2 separate regions of the Ovis aries genome follow, and region 2 is linked to region 1. The links are chromatin contacts, called in public Hi-C maps. All regions are on one chromosome and are shown on one strand. The core of a region is the stretch at or near the end of the contact, and the rest is flanking DNA. Distances in the headings are between cores, read along the strand shown. Region 1 holds the start of AKIRIN2 (akirin 2). Region 2 holds the start of SLC35A1 (solute carrier family 35 member A1).

Region 1 (5,359 bases), core at 1,653-4,152:
ATAAAATGATTTCAGCCTAGATGTGCTCGGGGAAGGTTTCCTATAGAAGACAATGCCTAGGTTGAGTGTTACGGTAGTTAGACAAAAGGTATGGAAGAGAACCTGAGCAAAGACACAGGTAAATTGGCAAAGTTGCCCTTGTTCCTCTAAGCTAAACAGGTTCCTCAGTCACTGGTAGGAAAGGCTGCCCCAGCCCGCCCACTGTTTTAATCCTAATAGAGAGCCTTTAGCAGATATGCAGTGCAGTGGTGATTACAAGGGTAGTTATTATGACTAAAACGTCAAGTTTACCAGATAATCCCTGCCACCTTTACATACAACTCTTTCCTCATTTTCCAGGCAATCATCATAAGTCAAAAAAACACAAGCCTCTCTATTAGTTTTCTAATAACAGAGTACCACAAAGTGGGTGGCTTAAACAACACAGTTTTCAGTTTTATTGTCTCATTGTGAGGAGACTAGAACACCGAGGTCAAGATTATCAGCAGGGTTAGTTCCTTCCAAGGGCTATGAGGAAGGATCTGTCCCACGCCTCTCTCCTAGTCTGACGATTCCCTGGCAATCTTTGGCTTTCTTTGGTTTGCAGATGCATTATCTAGGCTTCCGCCTTCATGTGCCATGGTGTTCTCCCTATCTGTGTCCAAATCTCCCCTTTTTACAGAAGGTACCAGTCATATTGGATTAGGGACCCACCCTATTCCAGTATGACATCATCTTAACTAATTAAATCTGAAATGATCCTATTTCCAAATACCTCACATTCCAAGATACTTGGAATTAGGACTACACATACATTTTGAGGAGACACAATTCAACTCCTAACACTCCTTTTCCAATGTAAGTTCCATAATTTCAGGTTAAATCTTAATTTCAGAAAATATTTACCAGGAATATAAATGCTTTGTTGCTTGTTTTCCATAGGTTAACCTAGCTTTTTCTACTCATTTACATAAAATATGTATATTGTGTTATTTTCATCATATCATAGATTCCATGGAGTATTTAGAATTTAGTAAAAATGTATCTATTAGATGTCATAGTTCAGCTGCTATTGCATTAAATGTTATTCCAAACAGTATGTTAAAATTAGCACAGCTTAGTTGTTGACACAGAGTGATGACTGCTGATCTTTGAGGAGTTGAACAGTTTATAAAACAAGAATAAATGTATTAAACTATTGTCCAAAAATGGTGTAAAGAATAATACACAAAATGGTACATCTTTTAGTTACTTAATAAATAATAAGAATAAGCATTGGAAGCCTGTATTTTATACTTATCATTAGATAATTATGGCATTCACATAGATAACTAGTTTTGTACTGGACTGGTGATAGCTTCCATATGCAAAGGACAAAGGATAGTTTTTCACATAAATAATTTTTTTTTTTTTTTTTTTTTTTTTACTAATGCTGTATTTGATTTGCATTTTAGGTACCTGGTTAGAAGTATGGTGCGTCCCAAATTGGTGGCTCAGCCGGTAAAGCGTGAAAAACTATCCTTTGGCCTTTACATATGGAAGCTATCACCAGTCCAATACAAAACTAGTAGAACTTTCATAAAAAATTTTTTTCTCTGCTTACAAAATGGGTCTAATATCTACTCTCTAGACTTCCATTGTCTTTCGATTTAATTTTTACCGTTCACAAGATATACACCAATATTGAGATAGTACAACTTCTGCTATTAGCTTTTTATTCAAAGCAGAACAATTTAGTTCTGTACGTCGTTCAAATCCTAGTCATTTACAGGGTACAGCTGGCTTTGCCGAATAAGTGGCTAAAAGCAGCTATCTGGAAAGGGCAACACATAAAGTTCAATTCAAGGTTCCTATAACCTGATAGTACCACTGTTCTCTCCTGCAATTCTAAATAGGTCCCCAAAATCTTAGTATTTCCTAGCCAGTCGATGTGACAGGTTTTGTTTCTGGCACTGTTTTAATCAGTCTTGAACTGTTAGGTTAGCTTCGTTTTCAAGTTCCCGGTTGGTAAATCACTGTGGGAGCGTACCACGACAACTACTACCTGAATATTAAAGGTTTTTCAAAACCTGCTTTCCCCACCGGTCGGCTTTCTTTTCTCCCACTCTCTAACGGGTTTTTCTCTTTTCTCTTACCCTCAGTTCCTTTTACACTCAAGATGTGTAGGGGGATTTAAATTCCAATCCGGAACTCGGAATCGCTGGCCTTGAATGACGGGACTCGTAGTTTTCATGACTTCTCCTTAACCGCTTTTCACGCAGAGTCCTTCCTCCAGTGATAAACTACAACTCCCAGAATGTATGCTCGGGCTCCCGCCCCCCGCTATGCGCACGCGCCCTGAGGCCGCAGGATTTGAATCGGCGGCGTTGTTATTGACGCCATATTGGGGCCGGCGGCGGGTGGAAGTCAGACAGTGGAGGGGGAAGCGGCTGGATGTGTTTGCTGGAGCTCCTGCCGCTGCCGCAGCCTCTCAATCTCGCCGCATCGACCACCGCTCTCTAACTTCGGCCGCTGTTCGAGCGTCTTAGGAGCCGCGTTCTAGCCTCACATCTCACGGGGCTGGTATTGACTTCTGAAGGAGCCGGTCTCCGCGCAGGAGCGCCTCAGGCGCGGCGCAAAGCCCGAACGGACGGCGGGGGCGGCCGGAGCGTCTCCCGGGGGAGCCGTGCCTGAGGAGGCGGAAGAGCCCCCCTGACGCGGCCAGCGTGAGCCGCCGCCACCGCCCCTCCTGCTCTCGCCCCAGCCGGCCCGGGCCACTGCCCCTGCCGCGGAGGCGGCGGCAGCGGCTCTGCTCCCCTCGCCGGCGCTCCGCCACCCGGCTTTCCACTCTTGAGCCCGTCGGTTAGGCTCTCTTCGGGGCTCCGCTTTTACCCGCTTCCTTCGCCCTCCCTTCCTGACTCCACCCGAGCCCGGCGCCCCGGCCATGGCGTGCGGAGCCACTCTGAAACGGACTCTGGATTTCGACCCGCTGCTGAGCCCGGCGTCCCCGAAGCGGAGGCGATGTGCGCCATTGTCGGCGCCCACCTCTGCCGCCGCCACCCCGTCGTCGGCCGCCGCGGCCACCGCCGCTTCCTTCTCGGCCGCCGCCGCCTCGCCGCAGAAGTATCTCCGAATGGAGCCATCTCCCTTCGGCGACGTCTCCTCCCGTCTCACCACAGGTGGGACTCGGTCTTGCGGCCGCCCGGGGGTGGAGGGCGAGGGATGAGGCCGCGGGACTAGGGGTGCAGGACGGCTCTCCGGTCTTAGCAGAGTCCTCGGCGGCCACATTTTTCTTAAGGAGCTCTTTCAGTGTCGGAGACACAATAGGAATAGCCTGATATCGGGGGAGGGGTCGGGGGTGGGGTGGGTAGGGATGGTGCCTTGCCGGGTATTGTAGGGTAGAGGAAGGTCTTTTTCTTTGGGCCGAATGACTGGAATCGAGCGTTTCCGTAGTCTGGAGAGCCCCAGCGGAAATGATCAGAGAGAGTGCTACACGGAAATCGAGGCAAACGAAGGGTCACACATTTCACCCGAATCTCGATGGCTGTCTCCCAGAATCGATGGGTTGCACCTATTAACTCTGGAACTGGGTGGTTTGAGGCTAGGCGGCCGCCCCTCTTCCAGTTCAGACAGGGCTGATTTTAGTACGGAGGGCGTGGGGTGGGGGAGGGATGTCACTGGGGCGAGATCTAGGCCTGTCATTAATCACCCACAAGAACGCCACTTTGGCTGAGTCAAGACCTGTTTCCCTAGCAGGGTCAACAACAAAGAAAATGCTCTTCCCGAATACTGTAATACGATCACACTATATATGTCTAGACCTTGAGAAACTTGAACTTTTAATGAAAAGCAAGTTGTATTGAACTTCGGGGCTGAGTAGTTGCTTTAGTTAAAAGTGCTTTATTTTTGCCCATGAAAGTACTTTGGAAGGAAAGGGCTAGGCCTTGAAAATAATAAATCAACCCAAGATTCCAAGGGACTTCAGAATATTTTTGCTGTTCATCTTGAAACATTTCCTGAAAGTGACTGGGCAGCTACCTCTTGACTGCTTTGTACTGCGTTTGTGTCCGTTTTTTCCTATACTTTGAAAATCCTTGTGTGCCCCTGGCATAGTCTTAAGATAGGCTTATGTGGACTAGTAGTGTAAATGCTTCCCTTGTGTGTGTAGCATGCAAAGGTTTCATGTGTGACCGTTTGGTGATAATAAGATCTGTAGACAAAGCCTTTTCGTAGCTTGATTTACTTTTTTATCGTCAGCTTTAAAAAGAAAATCTGTGGGCAGTATTTAACTCTACTGGTAACTTGATTTGGAATTGACATAAGTTTTGTAATTTTTCAGGTCATACTTTTAAAATATCTTTTTCCAAATACATAGGGAGATTCTCAGATGCCTAGGCTACCATCTTTTGCTGTTGGAACAGTGTCAAGAATGAGTTCCTGGGATTAATACTATTTTCAGAGTTTGTCTTTTTAGTGAAAGACTATCACTGAAAATTGAAATGATACTGTGGAATCTGTACTTAATAAGGCCACTTAAAAATAGCTCTAGCTAACCAGCAATAAATTTCATTTGAGGGGGGTGAATTAATACAGTGTTAGGTTTGGGAGTTAAAGTATATTGAAGTGCTAAAATAGTCTTGAGCATATAAAGTAAGTCAGCTAGGGGCTATATTTGTCCTCACTTCAAAGGGAATTAATTCAGAAAGAATTGTGATTCTTTGCAGATCTGTCATTTCGTTGATGTATTTAAAGCATTCACTAATGCAGGTGACTCCACATTTTATATTTCGGTTAAGTGGACCATTACTATTATAATAGTAAAATGACTGGAATTATTGAAATTGTTTAAGCCGGCTGATTCAAATTCACATTTTTCCAACATATTGGTATGTTTTCTGTTTTTCAAGGTGTTTTTGGCATCTGCTGTAACTTTGATCATATCCTGAATTCTAAAGTCACACACTAACTGATATTTATTGAGTCTCTGAAAAGTTTTTTTTCCCTAGCTATTTCAATTAGAGAACAGCAGTTAAAATTGATTAACTTTTGAGTTGCTAAAATTTACCTTTTTAACTGTGGTCTTGGAATGACATTTTACATGTAATTTAGCCTTATGTTAACACGGCCAGTTTTGGGCTTGCTCTTGTATGGTTTTGGTAATGGTGTCATAATGGGAGCTGCAGTGTTGTGCAGGTATCAAACAGCTTCCCAGTTTTCATGTCCTCTAACTTGGAAATAATTTTCCAAGTACCTAACTTTTAAATTCCTGTTTTAAAAGTGGTGATTCTTTAAACTTGTCTAGAATGAATACCATATATCTTTAGCAGAAATAAGTAGCTAGGGTTGGAAATGGAAAGCAACTTACCAAAATGAAATTGACTGGGGCTCTATGGAAGTTCTT
Region 2 (5,359 bases), core at 790-3,289, 210 kb after region 1:
TGCAATTATTAGCAATTTCAGTTTGTTTCAAGGTAATATCACAAGTCCATACAGGGACTTCCCTGGGGGTGCAATGGTTAAGACTCCTGAGCTTCACTGCAGGGGGCAAAGGTTCAGTCGTTAGACGGGGACTAAGATCCATGCGGTGGCAAAAAGTCACAGCTCACCTGCATTGCTGAGTGGGCACAGTGGCACATCAGCACTGTTTTCTCCTCTCAAAGCTCCCATTAGCTCCCACACACCTGTTTCTATGTGGAGAATCCCACCACCCCGCCCCGCAAAAGAAATTTACAATCTGGAGTTGTATATTTTTCTCAGTTATGCTGCTGCTGCTAAGTCGCTTCAGTCGTGTCTGACTCTGTGCGACCCCATAGACGGCAGCCCACCAGGCTCCCCCGTCCCTGGGATTCTCCAGGCAAGAACACTGGAGTGGGTTGCCATTTCCTTCTCCAATGCATGAAAGTGAAAAGTGAAGGTGAAGTCGCTCAGTCGTGTCCGACTCTTAGCGACCCCATAGACTGCAGCCTACCAGGCTTCTCTGTCCATGGGATTTTCCAGGCAAGAGTACTGGAGTGGGGTGCCATTTCTCAGTTATAGTTTACTGTATTTTAGAGGGGACATTATTTGTAACACCTGAGAAGGTGGAAATTAGGAAGTCCCAGATAAATAAACCCTTTGTGAATATCAGGAAGTTCAGGATTGCAATTTTGTATTACACAGTTCTAGCGGACATGTAAGATTTATCACACAACCCAGGCACAACAAATATGTATTGGCAATAAACCTAAATCTGTAAATTGAGCAACTATTTCAGATTATTTGACTTAGGTAATTCTACAATTGCCTTCACCATTCACCTTGCTATTTTCATTTTATGTCAATTATCAAAATCTACTTTTTTCCTTTATTTCGGGTACTGCTATAAAAGACTCTTAACGGTGGGCTTATTTGAAATGCGAGAAGCATATGCAATTGCAGACAATGCCCCTGAGCAGGGCTTGAAGGAAAACGTGGCCTCTCCAACCAGGAAAATAATTCGCCACCCACGCAAAAAGGTATTGTTCAAATATTTGTTCAACGTATATTCAGGGGTGAAGCCAACAGCTCTATGGAGGAAATGTGGAGAAGAATCCGGGTGTTGCCCAATCTCTCGTAGCTTCACCATCCAGAAACTCAACTCCGGTTTTAACTTATCCCATTCAGCAAAGCAAACAAGATGCAGAGTTAATGATACTTACACTCAGGAAAAGGCAATTAGTCATCAAACATTATTACTCTAATGAGCTATCCCTGGGGAAGGGGCAAGGGCAGGGGCGGAGGATGGATATCACCCTTCCCACAAAATATTCAAGTGTTCTTTCTAACCACATAACAACATTCTGGAGAGCAACTGTTAACAACAGCTTTCTCCGTCTCGTCACATTGCAAGGCTGTTCTCCTGCCCCAAGGATGTTTTCAGTGTCTGTTAGGTGGACTAGCCGCTGCTTAGGTTTTGCACCCGGAGCATACCCTTAAGGCTCTGAGCATCCCAGTGTAAAAGTCACCGCGGAGACCGCAACCGCGGTGACCCCGGCCCGCACTGAGACCGTTCCTGCCTCCCGCTGGGTGATGCGGCTCCAGCCAGGTCCCGGCGCACCGACCCCTCACCCGGTCTGCTACAGCCCAGGCCTGTCTGAATTCTGTTCCCACCTACATGTCCAGGCAGGTGCGGTCTCCGGCCGCCAAACCAGCTGGCCCTGAGTCCGCCCCCCGGAAAGGCAGCCGCAGTGGGAGGCTGGCTGCCCAGCGCTGCCCTGACCCGTGGCAGCGCGCGCTCAAGCCCGGGAGCAGCTCAACACAAACCCCTGATCCCCGACGCCCGGGCCTACCCCTCGGAGACCCGAGCCCCGCAGGCGCGGAGGATGCTCGCCCGCAGACAGATGCAGACAAGCGCTGAGGCTCGCTCTGCATAGCGCCCCCGACCCGGGTCCCCCAGTCCTGCCGGGCCCCGGCCTCACCTCTTGGGGCTGCCATGGTTCCCCGACAGCGCCGCGCGGAACTGACCCGCACCCCCTCCGCGCGCGCTGAGGGCACCGGGGACCGCCTCCTGGGGTCATAGAGACGAACCCGCGCGGCCTAGAGCGCCCCGCCAGCCGACTGGCCGCGGCTTCCAGCCCAGCCAAGCACCTGGACTAGGTTCACGAATTCGACCGCTGCAGAAAAGGGGCGGACCCGGATGGAGAAGAGACCGGTACCGCCCAGTTTCTGTTGACAAGCGCGTAAAACTTAGGTTCCACGGCGCTCTTTTGTAAAACTACAACTCCCGGCCGGCTAAGAAGGCTGAGTCGCGAGAGCCGAGCGTTGCCTTCTGGGAGCTGTAGTCCTCACCAGGTGATTTGGCGGCAAATAGGAATTGGTCTTCGATTTAAGGATTCTGGCAAAGCTGTTGTTAGATCCTCCCCAAACCCGGAAAGTAACAGAAACTAGGCAACTTCTGTAACTTGCATTAACTTCCTCACTCATTAACTTCTGTTGTTACCTCTTATTTAAGCTTATAGTTTATATTATATATTGTTCAAAGTCTGTGGCTGTGTCCTCATCGTCAGCATCATCTTTGATTATATTTACCTTACCGGACATTCTAATTGCACAATCTTTGCTTCAAAACCTTAGGCATATCAACAGGCACTGACTTCAACCGCTATAATCTCCACGATCACTGAAGCATGTTAATTGGCATAAGTGATATTAGAAATAATTCACTGTCAAATGGTTTTCAAGATATGTGGATTGGCTAAAAATACTGTTGTATATAAGTACCTCCATTCTTACAGGAACATGGGTACAATATTCTGAGATGCCCAGCAGCCTACACCTTCTGTAGCATGATCTTTCCCCTACATGACTTTCAGACTTAATTGAAGAAAGTAGGGAAAACCACTAGACCATTCAGGTATGACCTAAATCAAATCCCTTATACAGACTAGAAGCGACAGATAAGATTCAATGGATTAGATCTGATAGACAGAGTGCCTGAGAACTAAATGGACCGAGGTTCATGACATTGTACAGGAGGCAGTGATCAAGACCATTCCCAAGAAAAAGAAATGCAAAAAGGCAAAATGGTTGTCTGAGGAGACCTTACAAACAGCTGTGAAAAGGAGAGACGTGAAAGGCAAGGGAAAAAGAAAGATATACCCATCTACATTCAGAGTTCCAAAGACTAGCAAGGAAAGGGAAGAAACCTTCCTCAGTGATCAATGCAAAGAAATAGAGGAAAACAATAAAATGGGAAAGACTAGAGATCTCTTCAAGAAAATTAGAGATACCAAGGGAACATTTCACATAAAGATGGACACAATAAAGGACAGAAATGGTATGAACCTAACAGAAGCAGAAGATATTGAGAAGAGGTGGCAAGAACACACAGAAGAACTGTACAAAAAAAGATCTTCATGACCCATCATGACCACTATGGTGTGATCACTCACCTAGAGCCAAACATCCTGGAATTCAAAGTCAAGTGGGCCTTAGGAAGCATCAGTACAAACAAAGCTAGTGGAAGTGACAGAATTCCAGTTGAGCTCTTTCATATCCTAAAAGATGATGCTGTGAAAATGCTACACTCAATATGCCAGCAAATGTGGAAAATTCAGCTGTGGCCACAGGACTGGAAAAGGTCAGTTTTCATTTCAACTCCAAAGAAAGGCATTGCCAAAGAATGCTCAAACTACCGCACAATTGCACTCATCTCACACACTAGCAAAGTGATGCTCAAAATTCTCCAAGCCAGGCTTCAGCAGTACATGAACCATGAACTTCCAGATGTTCAAGCTGGTTTTAGAAAAAGCAGAGGAACCAGAGATCAAATTGCCAACATCCGCTGGATGATGGAAAAAGCAAGAGAGTTCCAGAAAAACATTTATTTCTGCTTTATTGACTATGCCAAAGCCTTTGACTATGTGGATCACAACAAACTGTGGAAAGTTCTTAAAGAGACGGGAATACCAGACCACCTGACCTGGCTCCTGAGAAATCTGTATGCAGGTCAAGAAACAACAGTTAGAACTGGACATGAAAAAACAAACTGGTTCCAAATAGGGAAAGGAGTACATCAAGGCTGTATATTGTCACCCTGCTTATTTAACTTCTATGCAGAGTACATCATGAGAAATGCTGGACTGGATGAAGCACAAGCTGGAATCTAGATTGCTGGGGGAAATATCAATAACCTCAGATATGCAGATGACACCACCCTTATGGCAGAAAGTGAAGAAGAACTAAACTTTCCTGATGAAAGTGAAAGAGGAGAGTGAAAAAGTTGGTTTAAAACTCAACATTCAGAAAACTAAGATCATGGCATCTGATGCCATCATTTCATGGCAAGTAGATGGGGAAACAGTGAAAACAGTGACAGACTTTTTTTTTTTTTTTTGCTCCAAAATCACTGCAGAAGGTGACTGCAGCCAGGAAATTAAAAGACACTTGCTCCTTCAAAGAAAAGCTATGACCAACCTAGACAGCATATTAAAAAGCAGAGACATTACTATACCAACAAAGGTCCATCTAGTCAAAGCTATGGTTTTTCCAGTAGGCATATATGGATATTTCTCTATAAAGAAACAAAGACTATAAAGAAAACTGAGCACCAAAGAACTGATGCTTTTGAACTGTGGTGTTGCAGAAGACTCTTGAGGGTCCCTTGGACAACAAGGAGATCCAACCAGTCTATCCTAAAGGAAATCAGTCCTGAATGTTCATTGGAAGGACTAATGCTGAAGCTGAAACACCAACACTTTGGCCACCTGATGTGAAGAACTGACTCACTTGAAAAGACCCTGATGCTGGGAAAGATTGATTGCAGGAGGAAAAGGGGACAAGAGAAGATAAGATGGTTGGGTGGCATCACCGACTCAATGGACATGAGTTTGAGTAAACTCCAGGAGTTGGTGATGGACAGGGAGGCTTGGCATGCTGCACTCCATGGGGTTGCAAAGGGTTGGACATGACTAAGCAACTGAATTGAACCTAAGATCATTTTATATATATATCCTGTTAACATTATTATAAAATTTTTCATTCCTTATTAGCATCACATTAATAGGGGGGAGTGGGGCTTCCCAGATAGCTCAGTGTAAAGAAGGCAGGTTCTATCCCTAGGTGGGGAAGATCCCCTGGAGAAGGAAATGGCAACCCACTCCAGTATTCTTGCCTAGGAAACCCCATGGACAGAGTAGCCTGGTGGGCTACAGTCCATGGAGTATCAAAAGAGCAGGACTTGGCAAATAAACATGACTTGGCAACTAAACAACAATATCAGAAGGAACTCACAGCAGGAGACCATAGTTTATATAGTGAGACATTTGATTAATCTCAGTTC

The links. A called contact is a pair of places that touch in the nucleus more often than the background predicts.
Region 2: a Hi-C map of liver shows a contact between it and region 1, with 3 times the contacts expected there. The contact joins the promoter of SLC35A1 here to the promoter of AKIRIN2 in region 1. A contact is called at or near these places in 2 of 16 Hi-C or Micro-C datasets (hypothalamus and liver).

The regions. Positions count from the first base shown.
Region 1 is chr8:49,616,729-49,622,087 of ARS-UI_Ramb_v3.0, forward strand. AKIRIN2 (akirin 2) reads left to right here and starts at 2,903. Exons shown (of 5, transcript NM_001252176.1): 1 at 2,903-3,137. The coding sequence starts at 2,903.
Region 2 is chr8:49,829,320-49,834,678 of ARS-UI_Ramb_v3.0, forward strand. It overlaps SLC35A1 (solute carrier family 35 member A1), which reads right to left and starts at 2,040. Exons shown (of 8, transcript XM_004011288.5): 1 at 1,998-2,040. The coding sequence starts at 2,013.